Regions from separate parts of the Zea mays genome. Here region 2 is linked to region 1. A link is a contact called in public Hi-C data. All regions are on one chromosome and are shown on one strand. The core of a region is the stretch at or near the end of the contact, and the rest is flanking DNA. Distances in the headings are between cores, read along the strand shown. Region 1 holds the start of LOC100383935. Region 2 holds the start of LOC542567 (aldehyde dehydrogenase 2).

Evidence for each region. A called contact is a pair of places that touch in the nucleus more often than the background predicts.
Region 2: a Hi-C map of leaf shows a contact between it and region 1, with 3 times the contacts expected there. The contact joins the promoter of LOC542567 here to the promoter of LOC100383935 in region 1. A contact is called at or near these places in 2 of 25 Hi-C or Micro-C datasets (leaf and tassel).

What each region holds. Positions count from the first base shown.
Region 1 is chr4:170,746,465-170,749,334 of Zm-B73-REFERENCE-NAM-5.0, forward strand. It overlaps LOC100383935, which reads right to left and starts at 1,429. Exons shown (of 4, transcript NM_001176554.1): 1 at 1,264-1,429; 2 at 1,104-1,173. The coding sequence starts at 1,375.
Region 2 is chr4:171,053,953-171,056,822 of Zm-B73-REFERENCE-NAM-5.0, forward strand. LOC542567 (aldehyde dehydrogenase 2) reads right to left here and starts at 1,489. Exons shown (of 9, transcript NM_001112106.2): 1 at 1,250-1,489; 2 at 817-951; 3 at 582-724; 4 at 101-484; 5 at 1-15. The coding sequence starts at 1,364.

The sequences.
Region 1 (2,870 bases), core at 179-2,678:
CTCCGTCATCAAGCAGCGGTGGAACCTGCAGAGGCTCTTCAGCCCCGGCCAGATGCCATCCTCGCACACCGCGCTGTGCACCTCTCACCGCCTCCGTCGCGTTCTGGGATCATTTCGTTCTTGCATTTATTCCTGTCACCAATCCATGACCTGTGTTTCTGTAGACGTCAGATCATCCTTCACTTGCAGCAGAGTCCTCCCCAACCAGTGTTCCATGGGGGAATTAGACGTGAAGGAACAGGAACAAGAATGAAAAGCACTGGGTCAAAGAGCAGTTGCACCTTGCGCTCTCCTTTTTTCCCCTTTCTTGCAATGTTTTGGAGGCATTCATTTGGGAAATCTTGTTTTCGTTGGGTCTCGCTGAGGTAGTTTCGCAATCTAAGATAAAACTTTTTCATACTCTCGCTGACGGACAGAGCAAAAAGGAGATGACGGAAGGAAAGAGAACAGATGCGGTGCGGGCAGGAGTAGTTACAATGTTTTTTGGGAGATATATAGGAATCCGTTGGAGAATGGTTTTTATTTGGATCTAAATGTTGTTAGGAAGCTTCCAATCTGAAGGTATTAGGAGCTAATAAATCAAGAGCCGTTGGAGATGCTCTAAGTGCCATTAAAATCTCAGTAGTCTAACTGCTTTGACCGGTTTCCTTGGCCACATGCACCTGTTCATGTCTGCCGATTGCCTCCACCCACCAGAGAAGAGAGAGAGGGGGGGGGTACCAATCTCCCATAAAAGAAGTCGACACATCAAAGCTATGGAGGAGAGGGGATACCCAGTAGAAAGGATTTAAAATATAAATATGCACCACTGCGTGATCAATGGGCATCACATTCTTCTAAATAGGTTAGGCTCACTGGACCATGTATGATATAGTTGTCTCCTTGCATATTGCTATCCTACATCATGACTTATCTCATTCCTGCTCTAGGTCATATTTTTATTTAGTCCAAATTATGACATAATGGTTGTACTGTAAGCCTTCGTATCAGGGGTAGCTGGAAGGAATGTCTCCAGATATTTTTCTTCGGTTAGACAGTTTATGGGATCAAGGGAGCTCAGCCCAAGAGAAGAGCTGAATACGTCGCAGCTAGATTTGACTTACCCTTTGTTCCCGCGGCGAATGCTCTTGACTACCTCTTTGACTCCGCGCTTGAGGCACTTCGCCTCGGAGGCTGCAAATTCACCAAGAACTAAATCACATCACCGAATGGGGCAAACACGGAATCTAATTGAGCGTGGGCGAGGAAGAAAGTCTGACGAACCTCGTCGCACGAGCTTGAGGGTCCGCTTGCAGAGCTTCTTTCCAGCGAGGGGTTTCGCGATGGACATCAGCGCCACCGAGGCCTTCTTCTCCGTCTCCGTGTCGCTCCCCATCGCCGCCGCCGCCTTCGACCTGTGGCTTCGCGGTCGTTTCTAGTTCGTTTTTTGGAGCTAGGGTTTTAGCGAAAGCTTACTCACTGAAGTTGCTATAAAATGGCAGGTCGGGTCCACGCGGCACCTTTGCAAATCACAAGTACTAATAGCATCTTCAAAAAACTAGCTAAATAATCAATTAAGCTAAATTTTGACTACTAAATATTAAAACAACTTTCTAACAGATTAACTATCTAACTCGTCAAACTATTTGAATCTCTAAATTAGCTTTCTTATTAATCAAATTTGGCTAGTCACCTGAATATCTAAATTAAATCGATAGTCTGTTGGAGTAAGATGCTATATATAAAATGTAATCTTTATAAAAATTAAATATATGGTCAAATATAGAGCCAAAAATAGTCTTTTGGAGATACTTTAAGAACTAAGAATAAAGAAAGAAAATCTATTTTACACCCGATCAACTATATTTGGGAAAAAATCTCGCTCAACTTCTCTATCATCTCCTAAAACCGAACATATGGTTTTTCTAAGTGTTTTTATATTTATATTTATTTTGACTAAATCTTTTAAAAATTTATAATATACCATAGAAAATGATAAAATAAAAATCTAAATTTATTAGATTCTACATGGTGTATACACACTAAACATATGATAGGTTATATTTAAGTATAAAGTTTTTGCTATAGCTTCTAAATATATATATTTCTATGATTAATTCATAGCTATATTTTGTGTGGTTCAATTGTGATAATTTTTATAATGATCTAATCATTTATGCTTGATATATAGTACAATTTTTATGTTAATCATATAACATATGACTGGAGTAGATTTATTCATGTTTATTTTTGTTAAATAATTAAAAAGTTATAAAAAATATATGATTTTTTTGGTGTCGGATGATCAGGACTCATGCTATAAGAACCGTTTCAGCCATATATTTATATGGTCACCTAAAACATTATTTTGCACTGTAGACTGTATTTTCATAGAGTATAGTTTGAATATAAAGATAAGGATGAATAAGCTACTAGAGATGTACTCATAGTAAAAATAGGTGAGCTCTTATATTTGTTTAGTTTGTTGGGTATCATAATATCCGACGTCTAAATATGTGTGTTGTGTTTAGTCCTGATAACTAGAAGTAGAAGCCTTTGGGCGTGTTTGGTAGTTGGCCTAAGCCGCTGCCACCGACCACACTTTTCACGTCACAGTTGTGGAGGCCGATTCGGCCGCCGCAACTTAGGTGTGGAGTGGCGCCACACGCCACACACCAAACACGCCCTTTATACGAAAGAGGCAAGCAGTAGTAACAATGTCCATAATAGATTGTGTAAAATAGAGGATTTATACTGCAGATTACATTATTTATATAATATGGTTTAAAATAGAAGATGAGATAAGAAATGTAATAGGATAGTTGCTAGAGACAGTCTAAGAGCATATACAAATTGGAAACTCGATCAGATTTTCAAATACAAAAGCTACG
Region 2 (2,870 bases), core at 239-2,738, 310 kb after region 1:
CTCGGGGAGCCCAGCCTGCAACGAACAACCACGGTGACGGCTAGTTCAGGATCGAGGTGCCGAGACCTCGTTCGGGGACGTGTGACTGACGCTAGCCGACCTCGTGGAGGAGGTTGGCCACGTAGAGCGCGGAGAGCGGCGTCTGCTCGGCGGTCTTGAGGACGACGGTGTTGCCGCAGGCGAGCGCCGGGCCGACCTTCCAGGCGAACATGAGCAGCGGGAAGTTCCAGGGGATGATCTGGCCGGCCACGCCGACCGGCTCGTGCAGCACCTGCACGTGGTGCGCGCCGTCGGCCGGCGCCACCAGGCCGTGGATCTTGTCCGCCCACCCGGCGTAGTACCGGACGCACCGCGCCACCATGGGCACCTCGGCCCCCGCCGCCTGCGCCAGCGTCTTGCCGTTGTCCCACGTCTCCAGCGCCGCGACCTCCTCCGCGTGCCGCTCGATCAGGTCCGCGAAGCGCAGCAGCACGCGGCACCGCTCCTGAAAACCATGCGTGAGCTGCCGTCCGTCAGCGTGTAGCTCCCTACCGACATGGAATGGAGGCAGCGCCGGGTTCTGCTGCTGCGCGCGTACGTACGTAGGCGGTCATCCTCGGCCACGGGCCCTCGTCGAAGGCCCTGCGGGCGGCGGCCACGGCGCGGTCGATGTCCTCGCTGTCGCCCTCGGCGACGCGCGCGATGACCTCGCCGGTGCGCGGGTCCAGCGTCGGGAACGTCTTCCCTGGCGAAAGGCACACGTCGGTCGCTGAGACGCCGTCGGCAGGACAGGCCCAAGGCAATAAGCTTGCTGTGCGTGCGTACGTACGTACGTACCAGAAGCAGCGTCGACGAAGTTGCCATTGATGAGGAGCTGGGTGTGCTTCACCTCCACCGCGGGCTGGATCGGCTCCTCTGCGGCCGCGGCCGCGGATGCCGGTGCGGTGCTGAACCTGTGAAGAGCAGCAGCCCCTGGCAGCAGATCGCGTCCAGTGAGTCGAGCCAAAAGTTTCAGCGAGAGCGTGAATCACAAATCGCTGATGAAAGGAGAATCCATGGACTGACGGAACAATTTCTTAGTAGCTTCAAACTAGTTCGTTGGCGCATGGTAGGCGCGTGATCTATCGGAGATAAGGTGATTGAAACGGCAACAGGAAAATGGTAAGCCAAGCCAAGCCAAGACATCCCTTGCAGTTCCAGTACCAGAGCTCGATTGCGATCACGGGCAGAGATGAACCAAGAAAATAATAGGGTCCATAGAGACCGTCACCTGCTCCGAGGAGAGCGGACTTATTGCCGGCGGCAGAAGCAGGCGAAGGCGAAGGCTTTGTGAGGAGGAAGCGAGAGAGGACGGAGGAAGCAGCCCTCCTCACGGTTGCAGCCATGCCCTCACACCGCCCTCCGGGGGGATGTGTATGCAAAGGCAAGTCTCCGAGGCTAGGAGAGCGATGGCCTTGGCCTCCTTCGCTCTCTGCTGCCTTGCGAGTTGCGATTCTTTTGGACGGGACTAGCCACCAAAGGTCCAACAAACTCCAATGCTATATATCAGGCCAGCGTCGAGCTCGGGACGGGAAGCAGGGTCGCGTGACAGCGCCGGAGTAGTTGCCATCTTGCTGACGGCGCACGTCCAGATAAATAAAGGAATGGGAATGCATGACAGTGTTGTGCTCTATCAGTAGTACTAGACAGTTATGGGAGCACAAGCGTGTAGGTGACCATCGCCGCCACAAAGACAAATGTACTGCATAAAATTTTTTAAGACAATTTTTTTGGTTTATTGATTTAAAGACATTTGTAAGACTATTAAGCTTTTGTATTTGTCTTTCACAAAAAAGCGATTGATATTTATGATACTAAAAAAACAAATGATTGGATTTTTTTTTGAACGAAAACGGCAGGAGCTCTGCCTATCAAATCCACAAGGTGGGCGGGATAATTTTAGAACGCAAACATTGGAAGCTAAAGTAGGCTAGAAAGTCCAATTAAGGGGGGTTTTAGTTTCCGAATTTGGTAATTTAGAGAATAAAATAGAAAGACTAAAAATTAGTCACTAGAAACCAAGCAACCCCTAAAAATATCCCCCCAGCGTGTTTCAAATCTGTCATCCAAATCTTCAGGTATTGCTCTGGCCCAGTTTTATTTTCCACTACGAACGTACAGCCGAATGTTTCACTTCGCGCGCATGCAGTTCGTTCTCAAGCGTGGATTCTTTTCCCCCTTTCGCTATTTTCGATATCTGGTTGTATTCGTCGGTGACGTAGCTCATGGGCCCGCCCGTCGTCTAATGCACGAGCATTCAACTGTAGAGTTGAATAAAAACATTTTAAATCCCGGTCGCAACCAATTGTTCAGGATAAATATATAAAAACATACATTGGTGGGCAAAGTTTAGCTTGCACCACGTGCGAACAAGGGAAAAAAAAGAATTGTCAGGTAATTTACTTTATCCACGACGACGACTCTTGCTTTCGTGGCTCTTGAATCCTGAAGCGTATGAGTAAGACGAATCCGGTTCGACGATTACGACGGATGTCGCCATAAGTACTGTACTGCGTGGAGTAAGCAGCACAGATCGTTCCACAGCCTTTCATGGCGAGCTCACGTGAAAAACAAAGCCGGAACTCACAGTGGAGGGCGGGCGGAGGCAGTCCAGCTACAATGAACCGTGCCCACACTGATCGGTCTATACGGCCAAATAAAATTCGACAAGGCGCAAAGCAAATCCGAAAGACAGGCCGCGTATGCAAGGCCAAAATCTCGTAGAGGTAGAGCTTATGCGCGGACAGACTGACAGACTTGGGCAATCCATCGAGCAAGGACCGTCGTCACAAGAAAGTTGGGCTCCTGCCTGGTCCTAGATGGCTGGATGCAGAAAAGTTGGTTGGCTTCTA